Regions from separate parts of the Anas platyrhynchos genome. Here region 1 is linked to region 2. The links are chromatin contacts, called in public Hi-C maps. All regions are on one chromosome and are shown on one strand. The core of a region is the stretch at or near the end of the contact, and the rest is flanking DNA. Distances in the headings are between cores, read along the strand shown. Region 1 holds the start of CLEC16A (C-type lectin domain containing 16A). Region 2 holds the start of RMI2 (RecQ mediated genome instability 2).

Region 1 (5,141 bases), core at 2,103-4,602, 190 kb after region 2:
AGTTGTATTAATGACTTTTCTATTTACTGTTTACAAAAATGCATTAAAACCTAAGAGTTCAGGAAGTCAAGCACTCAAATGAACAAACCCCAGATTTAACCATAAAGCATTTGCTTCTTCGTGCTGCCTTTAACTATGTAATTAGTTGTTGTTCTTGCAGAGGAAACAATGCAGAGCATGGACTTCAGGAAATGAATCAACTGTGAAACAGGTCTTCAGCCATACCTCTTTATAGACACTGAGTGTGACCAAGTTGTGAAAAATGTTTAGCACACACCTCTCACGCAAAAAAAAAAAAAATAGTGTGCAAACAGGATACAATTAAAATACCAAGCACAGAAACAACACGGAGAAATGCACTGGAAGGTAACAACAGAGCTCTGCAGAATACCTCTTACAGACTCAGAGATGGGAAAAGATGTTATTTGTGTCTAGAAACAAAGATACTAAGCCTAAACCCTGGAGCCTTTCACTCCAGCTGGAAAAACCCAGGCTAAATTCAGCTGAACACTTTAGAGATGGTTGAGTTTAAGATATTACTACTTAAATACTGGACTAAATGGCATATATCCTCTTCATCCACTCCAATGTAAAGTTAAAGTCTGTAGATAGGCGGGCAAAGAGAAAGAAGTTGCTTCTCAAGTAGGTTTGACTGCACATCTACCGAGATCAGACTATCCTCAGCTGAGGAGTATGAAAGACTTTGTTATTTTAACTGCAGGTCACAGCTTTGAAAGCAAAGAGCTGCAGAAGAGGTGTAGAGTGACTATCACAGGCAGCAGCTGAGGATTACTATAAGGAGCCCTGACCTACACGAGGGTTATACAAAGGGGAAAAAGAGGGCTCACTTTAAACTGCTGGATGCCTGAATCTACTTCTTAGGGGTGGCAATCTCATACCGAGGTAAGCATTTTAGACTGCACAAGCAGGCACTAACACTGGTGCCGTTTCCAGAATACTAACACTTCCTCCTTATACATTACCACAATTCCAATTACTACCCAAACAGCACAAATGTGGCAAGTGTTCTGAAAAATAATAGTCTGAAGCACTCAAGCAGGGCACAGTAATATTTCATAGCCTCTCTAGAGCTCAGTTCTGCAAGGTATTAGAAAACTGGATCAAACTGCAACTATATCCACTGGGCAAGAAGACCATACCAAAAGCCCCCACATAAACAGCTTCCCAACCTGCCTTTAGCCAAGCTGATCTGTGGCATGCTTGCAGACCAGTAAACTGAACTGAACTGAATTGCAGAAGCAAGTTTCAAACTGTATTAAAACCGATAGAAAAGGTAGTTCCAGATTGAACATTTGCTGACAAAAGGCAGTAATTCTCTCAGTAGTACTAAACAGATGTTTTATTTTTGTTTGTTTGTTTTTACAATTTAAACTAAATTTATGCATGTTAAAGAAGAAAAAAGCATTCCCCTAGGGGCAGCCCAAGTTAACTCCGCTCTTGTAACCTAGCATGATACACTTTCTATAGGCTAAACTAATTTTTAATATCAAGGTCGGTATGTTCCACTCAACTCTCTCACAAGTAACTCAACATGTTTCTGACAGCGTTAAAAACAGAGCTCACAAGCAAGCAAGCTCATCAAGACATGCCCCTGACATGAAGGCTCTTTGCTCTCTTTTCTCTGTTGTTTTACATACTCTGCCTGCTACCCTCGAGAAGCCCCAGATTTCACTTACTACTAGGCAGCTACCTCTGCTGCTGACATTTGGCTAGAAGCTGAAATTCATACAAGCTACCTAAATTAACACTTCTAACATACACAGTCTGAACAGGTTGAAGGTACTGGCTGCCCTCTCCTTTACATACTATTTCAGATCTCACAATTAAAGAAAACATACATAATAAATCCACCCCATACTAGTATTTTAGTAGAGAACTACATACTTCAGCTCTCAGGTAACAAGTCAAGTACAAACACAACACTTCTAAGCCTAACACTCCTTTGCTGCCAATCAAACAGGACATTGCTTGTCCTACAAGAGAATATTTGATCACATTTTTCTTGCCTGAAAGACTAACACCCCTCTCACCAAACTCCTAAATGTAAACTCTTTCTTCCCGCTTCATCATGCATCAGCACCCTTGCTCTATCTGCAAGCGTTAACACCAAAACTAGATCTAGATCACACGAGAGCTCCACAAGCGCTGAGTAGTACAGAGTAAGGACCCGTTGTACATTAATTAGAACATTCCTATGTTTATGTGTGAGCTTTTCCTCACAATGCCAGTCACTGACTTCTCTGTCTGACCTAGTGTGCCTTCAACGTTACTTCCAGCAGTGCTACTGCCACATCAGCTACACTACCTTGTATTTATTGACTTCATTTCCCTGTCTCTGCTAAAGTCCTGCACTGCTGTTTAGTCTTGCTAGGTTTGCACAAATCTCCAGTTTAGAGATAAGGACCAAAAACCATACATCACCTTGATAAAGTAATTGCAAGATCCCAATCCTGTATAAGTGTATCCTGCACTTTAGTGTCCAGAGCCCATTCAAAACCTCTTGTACTCTGACTGATTATCAAAAACTACCAGCCACACATTTCTCTAAGAGCTCTGCATTCGCTGCAATTTCATTTAGAAAAAGCTTCCCCTCTCAATGCTCGTCTTCCCTCGCTCAACAGACCAAAAAGCTATTACAGCAGACCTCATTATTCTGCCAGCACCAGGCCCCTCAGAACTGATCAGAGACTTGGAAACTGCTTCACCTCTCCAGCGGCAGAGCCAGAAAACACTCTCCCACCCGTTCTGCAGTCAGCAATAACGCCGGGATTCCGGGCTCCAGAGACCAGCGTTACCATGCCCCAACCCAACAGCTGTACAGCTGCCAGCAGCTCACTCCCCAGGCCCCGCAGCACCTGGGCCCGGCCGCCCGCAGGCCGACGGCTGTCTCAGGAAGCACCACAGATTTCTTCCTTATTGCTTCTATCACTCCGCAGAAGGCCGTGGGCTTGTCAGGACTGAAGCCACACACGTCGCAGCCACGATCCCGACCTCCCAGTACGGAACCGCGCCTGCCCCGAGGGGAGCTGGAGGCGAAGACAGACAGCCCCGCTGCCGGCTCCTGAGGAAAGCAGCCCGGCCCGCCAGCCCCCCACACAACCGGGGGGCATCCCCGTCCCTCCCGGGCCCCCGCTCTCACTTGAGGTGGTCCAAGGAGTGGATGCTGCGGGCGGCCTTCCCGTGCCCGCCGCCCACCCAGCTGCGGGAGCGGCCGAACATGGCGGCGGCGGCCCCTAGGGCTCCATAGCGCGACGGGCACGGGGGACGGGTGCCGCGGGGCCCCCGGCGCACAGCACGGCCGGCAGGGCGCACGCGCGGCCGGGGCACGCCGGGAAGCGAGGCCTGGACCCCGGGCCCGGCGGCGCTGCGGGGACTTCAACTCCCAGCAGACAGCGCGGCGCGCTGAGGGCTGCCCCTCCGCCATTACGAGTGGGGGGCTCGGCGCCGGCGTACCCTCAGGGCGCGCGGGTCGTGACGGGCGGGGAGAAGCCGGTCCGGGCGCCGGGGGGCACGGGAATGGAGATGGGGCTGGCGGTGCCGTGCCCTCTGCCGAGGGCTTTTGGTCTGCACCGCCCGTCTGGGCTTACGCTGCCTGGTTTAAAGCGGGACAAGGGGAGTGGGAACGTTAGTGGCAGCTGGCTGGGGGGGATCCGCGTCAGTTGAATTCCTTAAATAGCTGAAGAAATTAAATCTCGTAAAAAAAAAAAAAAAAAAAAAAAAAAGTTGGTAGTGGTGTCTTTGGTCGTACTTTGATACCGGCAGAGCACTGCTGACGAACGGCAGCGCCTCGCTGCGCGCCGCTGAGGGACGGGGGCGCCCCTCGGTCCCCGGGGGCGGTAGCGCTGGGGCCGGGCCGTGTCGGCGGGCCTGGGCTCGGCCCTGCGCACGGGAGCGCGCCCGCCGAGCCGAGCCGCCAAGCGGGAGGGCGGGCGGCGCGGCGGGACTGCGGCAGCCGGGCCGGGCTGCCCCTGGAGCGCCTCCTGCCAGCGGCAGGGCTGCGGCACCGCGCTCAAGCCGGGTTCGCCGGGCTCGGCCTCTCTGCGGGGTCCGCATCGGGCTCCGGCCCCGGCGTTTCGCCCCCTTCGTCCCCCTGCCCCCCCGGCGAGGCTGCGGAGCGCGGCCCCCCGCAGCTGCATGCCCGCCGCCGTGTCGGCACGGCTGGATGCGCTGGAGTCCTGGGCCTTCCATGCGCTGCTGGCGCTGCCCTATATGTTCTACGTGGGCTTGTTCTTCGTCAACGTGCTGATCCTGTACTATGCCTTCCTGATGGAGTACATCGTCCTCAACGTGGGCATCGTCTTCCTGCCCGAGGACGTGGACCAGGCTCTGCTGGACCTGGGAGTGCTCTCCGAGCCGGGTTCCGTGCTCTACGAGACGGACGGCGAGCTGGATGTCTTTGACGGCTACCTGGAGTGACGCCCCGGGGCGGCTGCGGAGCGGGCTTCCCGGGATGCCCCCGCTCCACCCGAGCGGCCCCTGCCCTTCGGGACGCCGCAGGGGAGCCGGCAGCAAACGGAGGGCTCGCAGGGCAAGTAAGTCACTGCCGCTGGCTCCTCTCGGCTGCCGGGCTCCCGGGGCCGGGCCGGGCACAGGGAACAGCCCCGCCGCCCGGCCGGGTGCGCGGAGCGGGTTGGGGGCCGGGGCTGTACGTCCCCGGGGCTCTTCCTGCCCGTGTGGGGTTTGCAGCCGAGCAACAACTTCGCTAATCGGGTCTTAGAGCAGCGCCGAATGGAAGTGATAACGCAGGGCAGTATTTAGCCATACACCGGAGGTCACACACTGCTCATAAACACATTTTAAATAGCCGCCCTTTAATAACTGCACTTAGATAACATGAAACCACCCAACTGACCGTTCTCACGTTTATCGCAGCCCCAGGGTTTGCTTGATCAATTTGTTCTGTACTTCTGAGCGATGTTGGAAGCCTGGGAACGTTGTAAGGATTTTGGCGTTTTAAACCACTGAAATGCAGTTGGGAAGCGAATCAGTATTTCCAGCTGGGACACTCTGTGCCAAGTGTATGTTAATGAAAACATTCACAGTTTAAATAAAAATGTGTTAGCAAATCTGCCAGTATAATTTCTTAGCAAAATATTGGCTGTAAGTTTGAAAATCAGTTT
Region 2 (5,106 bases), core at 2,288-4,787:
CAGCCTTTCCCTCATCCACCCAGCATGTCATTTTGTCATAGAAGGAGATCAGGTTCGTGAAGCAGGACCTGCCTTTCATAAACCCATGCTGACTGGGCCTGATCCCCTGCTTGCCCTGCAAGTGCCACGTGATGACACTCAAGAGGATCTGCTCCATGAGCTTCCCTGGTACTGAGGTCAAACTGACAGGCCTATAGTTCCCCAGGTCTACCCTCTGTCCCTTGTAGAAGGGTATCATGTTTGCTAGCTGCCAGTCAACTGGGACCTCCCCCGATAGCCGGGACTGCTGATAAATGATGGATAGGGGCTTGGCCAGCTCCTCTGCCGGTTCTCTCAGTACCCTTGGGTGCATCCCATCCGGCCCCATCGACTTTGTGATCGATTTTGTGAAAGGTAACATTACAAAATCCTTCAGCTGTCTTTGCTTAAGAATATACTAACAACAAAATAACAGTTTTCTTAACTATGAAATGTTGATAAATAGTTGACTTCCTCATTTTTATGCTTCCCCAATTTTTATTGATTATTCATAGGAATAACATTGAACAGTTAGAACTGGCTGAGTTTAAATGGTTCATAGAGACAAAAGCAGCAGCTGGCTATACTTACCTTGGGTTTGGAATGCAGTAAATTGTTTAGTATCATCATCAGCCAGTTTCAAAGCTGCAATCTGGAATGCACCTAGATGTGCACATAGCAATTACATAGCTGGCTGAAGGTAAATGACAAGGATCAGAAGTGATAAAAGCACTAATAAGCCTTTAAAACACGAAGTCCTTTACTCTTTCTCAAATTAGGCCTCTCAAAGTTGTTTTCGCATGCATAGCATGCGCAGAATCTTCCATTGCTTACTAGGAGCAACAGTTCCTTTTTAGTACAACTAGTCCAGCCACTTAGATGGGTGCTTTAATAATGTTATCAGCTGGGATTATATACAAGATGTTGCAAAGGGTACTGAAATCCAGAAATCGCAGGTGCATTCACTAAGATTGATAAAGAGTTAATTCACAGTCTAAGAAAAAAAAAATAACACTCCACAGAATAACTCACCATCTTGCAGTGTTTTTCAGATAGGGGAAGAAACTGTTGCAGCAAGGTCCTGTTGGCACAGGGAATTCCTAGATGCTCCTTGCAAACACGTGTGCTTTTGCAAATCTTGCAGCTTTTGCTGCAAAAGATCTTGCTTCACTCACTCATTTGAAGGCAAGGCAATAAACAAACTGTTTTCCTACAGAAAATGTGTACAATCCATTTAAGAAATAGCTCATTGCTCTACATATCAGACAATATAAATGACTGACCTTGCCTTCTGGCTCACTGGAGACCAGAAGCTTTTGCATATGTAACTCCTGCAGATCAGAGCACACAAACACACACACCAACTGTCCTTAGAAGAGAATAGAGAGACTAAGTTGTTCTCTTTTGATCTCACATCAAAATCTACTTAGTAGATAGTATTTAATTTCCATACACTGTGGAATTGTGTTTGCAGCTTTAAAATGTATTTATTACCAACCACCGTGTTCTCGTCTTGAACACGGTGCACCAATACATGTACTTATATTTCCAGTAATTTAGGCACAAGAAGTATCTAGGGGATGACTCTCGTCTTGTAGATGAGAGTCATCCCCTTTCTTTCTTTCGTATCATCCTTTTCTTTCGTATCACTTTCTTTCGAGTCATCCCCTTATCTTTCTTTCGTATATGCAGAGGAAATGTTAATTAACAAAACCCAATTGCTGGACAATACAGTCCCAAACCACAAACCTACACCATATGGATAACGCAATGCTTTCTTTAGGACTCAAATTCTCTTTAGACAAGATGGGAAATAGTAATATTTTTCAGAGAGTGCTTTTTAAGGGTTTTTGATTTGATTTAGCATTTTTTTCAGGAGGAACGATAGATAAACGTAACTAGAAAAATACCTAAAAATAGCATACACTTGAACAAGAAAGGAAACCTTCAAACAGACAAATGCGCTTAAGAACAAGTTTTCACAAGGTGGTGAAAGTATTTACATTTTGAACCTGGAGAACCTATTCCAAGGAATTCTGCATCACATCTTTTGAGTTAATTTCACTTCACTGGAACACACGGGTTATTACTGTACCACTTTCACTATTTCAGAAACACAGAAACCAGAAAGGTATTTAAGTACAAGATTATGCTTAGTTAGAAAGAGACATCTTTCTTACAAGTAAAGTTTACTGGCATGGTTATTACTGAAAGAGAAAACACAGAGCAAGATGCTATTTCCAGACACATCTAAATGGTCTATAACAGCTTCTGCTTTCATTCCACGTATCAAGCTCACCCTGGTAACATGAAACGCATCACTGGGAACGCCTGCCTAGGCACGTGCTCCTAGAAACAACGGCTAACAATAGCAGAAACATGTCGCATTCATAACAACACTTCCAAGAGCATCAAGTGTTTCTCAGATAAATGTAGTTTACTCTGTTGGTACAAGACTGTGAAAGAAACAAGCACCATGATTACTATCACATATGCACATTTCCCTCAACTTAAATCTGAGCCCAACAAAATCCAAGCCCCTGCCAAAAAAACCCCAAGTCTTGTTATACTCCAAGTGTGTTGTTTGAAATCACAAATAGCCAGAATGGCCCAGCGCAGTGCACCAATACATGTACTTATATTTCCACGTCTTTAGGCACAAGAAATATCTAGGGGATGACTCTGTGTAAATCCTCCACTTCGAGGCTCCACATATTCTCATGCACCGGATTTTCAGAAAGATCCGTCATCTTTATTGCTCGCAGTACAGGCTCGGGGCTGCAGGACCGCACCACGCCCATCACCATCACGTACTTCCCTGAGAGAAAATACAACAAAAGCAGCCAGTCTGAGGCCCCCTTGACCTTTACGTCTTCATTTCATTTCTAAGGCGGGCAGCGAAGCCGTTATGACCACGCAACGAGCTCGAGGTACATTTCGGGACTCCGGCCCCGCTCTACACCCGCCTCCCCGAGGCCTCAGGGGGCCGCCGAGCGCCGCCCGGCCCCGGGCTCCGCTGTACCTGCGCTGAGGCACGGCCGCCCCTGGGGCACGGCCTCCACCCCCAGCACGGTGAAGGCGCCGCTCGCGTCCCTCAGCCGGGCCGAGCCGCCGGCGGCACCGCCCCGCGCCACCTCCAGCACGGTGCCCTGCATCCACGCCGCCCGCAGGCGCAGCGGTACCCGGCCCGCCTCCGCCAGGCCCAGCGCCCACATCCCGTCGGCGCCCCGCACGGCGCCCCGCAGCTGGGCCGCCAGCACCTTCACCGGCGGCCCCGCTGCCTCCCCGGACATGGACATGGACATGGACATGGACATGGACGTGGCCCGGAGCCCGCCGCGCAGCCGCTGAGGGACGAAGCGAAGGGGAGAGGGCGGGAAACGCCGCCGCAGCCCCGCCTCAGCCGCCTGGCGCCGCTCGGCGGCCGGGGCCGCGCTGGCAGGCCTGGGTCAAGCCGAGGGGGGGGAAAGGCGGTGCCCGGCCACGCTCCGCCTGCCGCGGAGCGGGGCTGTGGGGTTGTGTGCGGGGAAGGCGTTCCCCACAGCAGCCGGCCCGGCTCGCCCCGCTGGTGGCCGCTGGTCAGTAGGAGCCGGTTCTTGCTCCGCCTCAGTTCCCTAGCTCCCTCGCCTGCTCCCCTGTGGTGTAAAGACAGAGTGTAAGACCCCAGCCCGTGCTTTGACCGGAGCACAGAGTGCATCCCCGGGGGCGGCACCCTCCACGGGATGAAGCCGCACCGGGTGGATTCGTCCCGGCCCCAGCCCGGCTGTTGTGGGCAGCCTGGAGCCGGCCCGGGTGCCGGTCCCCGGGGTGTTTCGTAACCACTGAGCAGGAAAGGAGAAGGTTAATGGTCACTGTGCAGTTAGCGTCCTCTGCTTCGTGAGAACAACACGCTGGTTTGCTCAGGAAGGCTCTCAGGGTAACACATATATACACACATATACATATATGTATACATACATATATGTGTGTATACACACACACACACACCTGTGGAAATTTCAAGCACTATGCACAGAAAGCACATGCAGCCCTAAGCTGGGAGCTTTTCAGCATTACTTTTCAGTCTGTTTATATTCCAGACAGGCTAATTTGCTTCACTTCACTTTGAAATCCCTGAAATGCTGTGGTCTGTTTCAGGTGGGTAGGTTGGCACTTTATTTGGAAAATATACCAAGAAATAGGCCAATGGAAAAGCAGGAGAATGGGACAAACAAAAGTAAAAGAATCAGGAAAATTGTGGGGACTGTTTCCTCAGGTTCACAAGCTTTCTGTTACCTACAAAAATGCAAAATATGTAAAAATACATAGAGAACTGACTTCTCTCCAGTCACTTTCCAAAGCACGTTTTGTTCTCCATTAAAAGAGCCATTACTCTATTTTAAAAAATCCAGTTGCAAGTAGCAAAATACATTGAAAGACATTTTTTTGCCTACTCATCCATGAATTGTTTATTCAGAATATCTTTTCTCCGGAGACATTTTCTGTTTAGAGACATTCTGTAAATGGGACTTTATTCCTTTTTTTTTAGAGTAAGGAAGCTGTTAATGTTTTGTTACCATTTACAGTAAGAATAAAAGATAATATTGGTAATAACAATAAAAACCCTGACATCCAAGTACACCCATTTCAATACAGAATCATGTAATCTGGCAACCAAATCATATGGGTTACAGGAATAGAAAGACATTAGATGGTTACTGTATATGAATGCAAAATTTGAGCTAGGCTCACTGGAGAAGAATATTTGTAATTTACATGTATGTCCCTAAGCTACAGTCTCTTGACAGCATCAATATTTAGTTTCACATTAAAAAATAAATAAATTGTGCCAAATATTGATAAAAGTATTGTATTCCTATTTGTTACTGTATAGTAGGAGAGTCTAATACTTATTAAACCATTAAATCTACAGATGAAGGCAAGACCCCTACAATAAAGTAATCTGCAGGAGAGACTAAAATGTCGCTTTTAAAAGACTTTCCTTGGAGAAACCTATGAGAAGAGGGATGGAGTACTGGTGATCTCCACCAAGTAGTGGTTTGTTTTCCAAAACCAGAAAATCCTTTCCTTTCAGCAAAAAACAAAGCT

What was found. Hi-C and Micro-C count contacts between places; a contact is called where the count stands out from the background.
Region 1: a Hi-C map of subcutaneous adipose tissue shows a contact between it and region 2, with 2.1 times the contacts expected there. The contact joins the promoter of CLEC16A here to the promoter of RMI2 in region 2. A contact is called at or near these places in 3 of 8 Hi-C or Micro-C datasets (F1 follicle, liver and subcutaneous adipose tissue).

Annotation. Positions count from the first base shown.
Region 1 is chr15:3,265,722-3,270,862 of IASCAAS_PekinDuck_T2T, forward strand. CLEC16A (C-type lectin domain containing 16A) reads right to left here and starts at 3,353. Exons shown (of 23, transcript XM_072023930.1): 1 at 3,161-3,353. The coding sequence starts at 3,240. It overlaps DEXI (Dexi homolog), which reads left to right and starts at 3,384. Exons shown (of 2, transcript XM_005031728.6): 1 at 3,384-4,553. The coding sequence starts at 4,156. The coding sequence ends at 4,437.
Region 2 is chr15:3,075,046-3,080,151 of IASCAAS_PekinDuck_T2T, forward strand. It overlaps RMI2 (RecQ mediated genome instability 2), which reads right to left and starts at 3,538. Exons shown (of 2, transcript XM_027468954.3): 1 at 3,041-3,538; 2 at 2,435-2,836. The coding sequence starts at 3,335. The coding sequence ends at 2,688.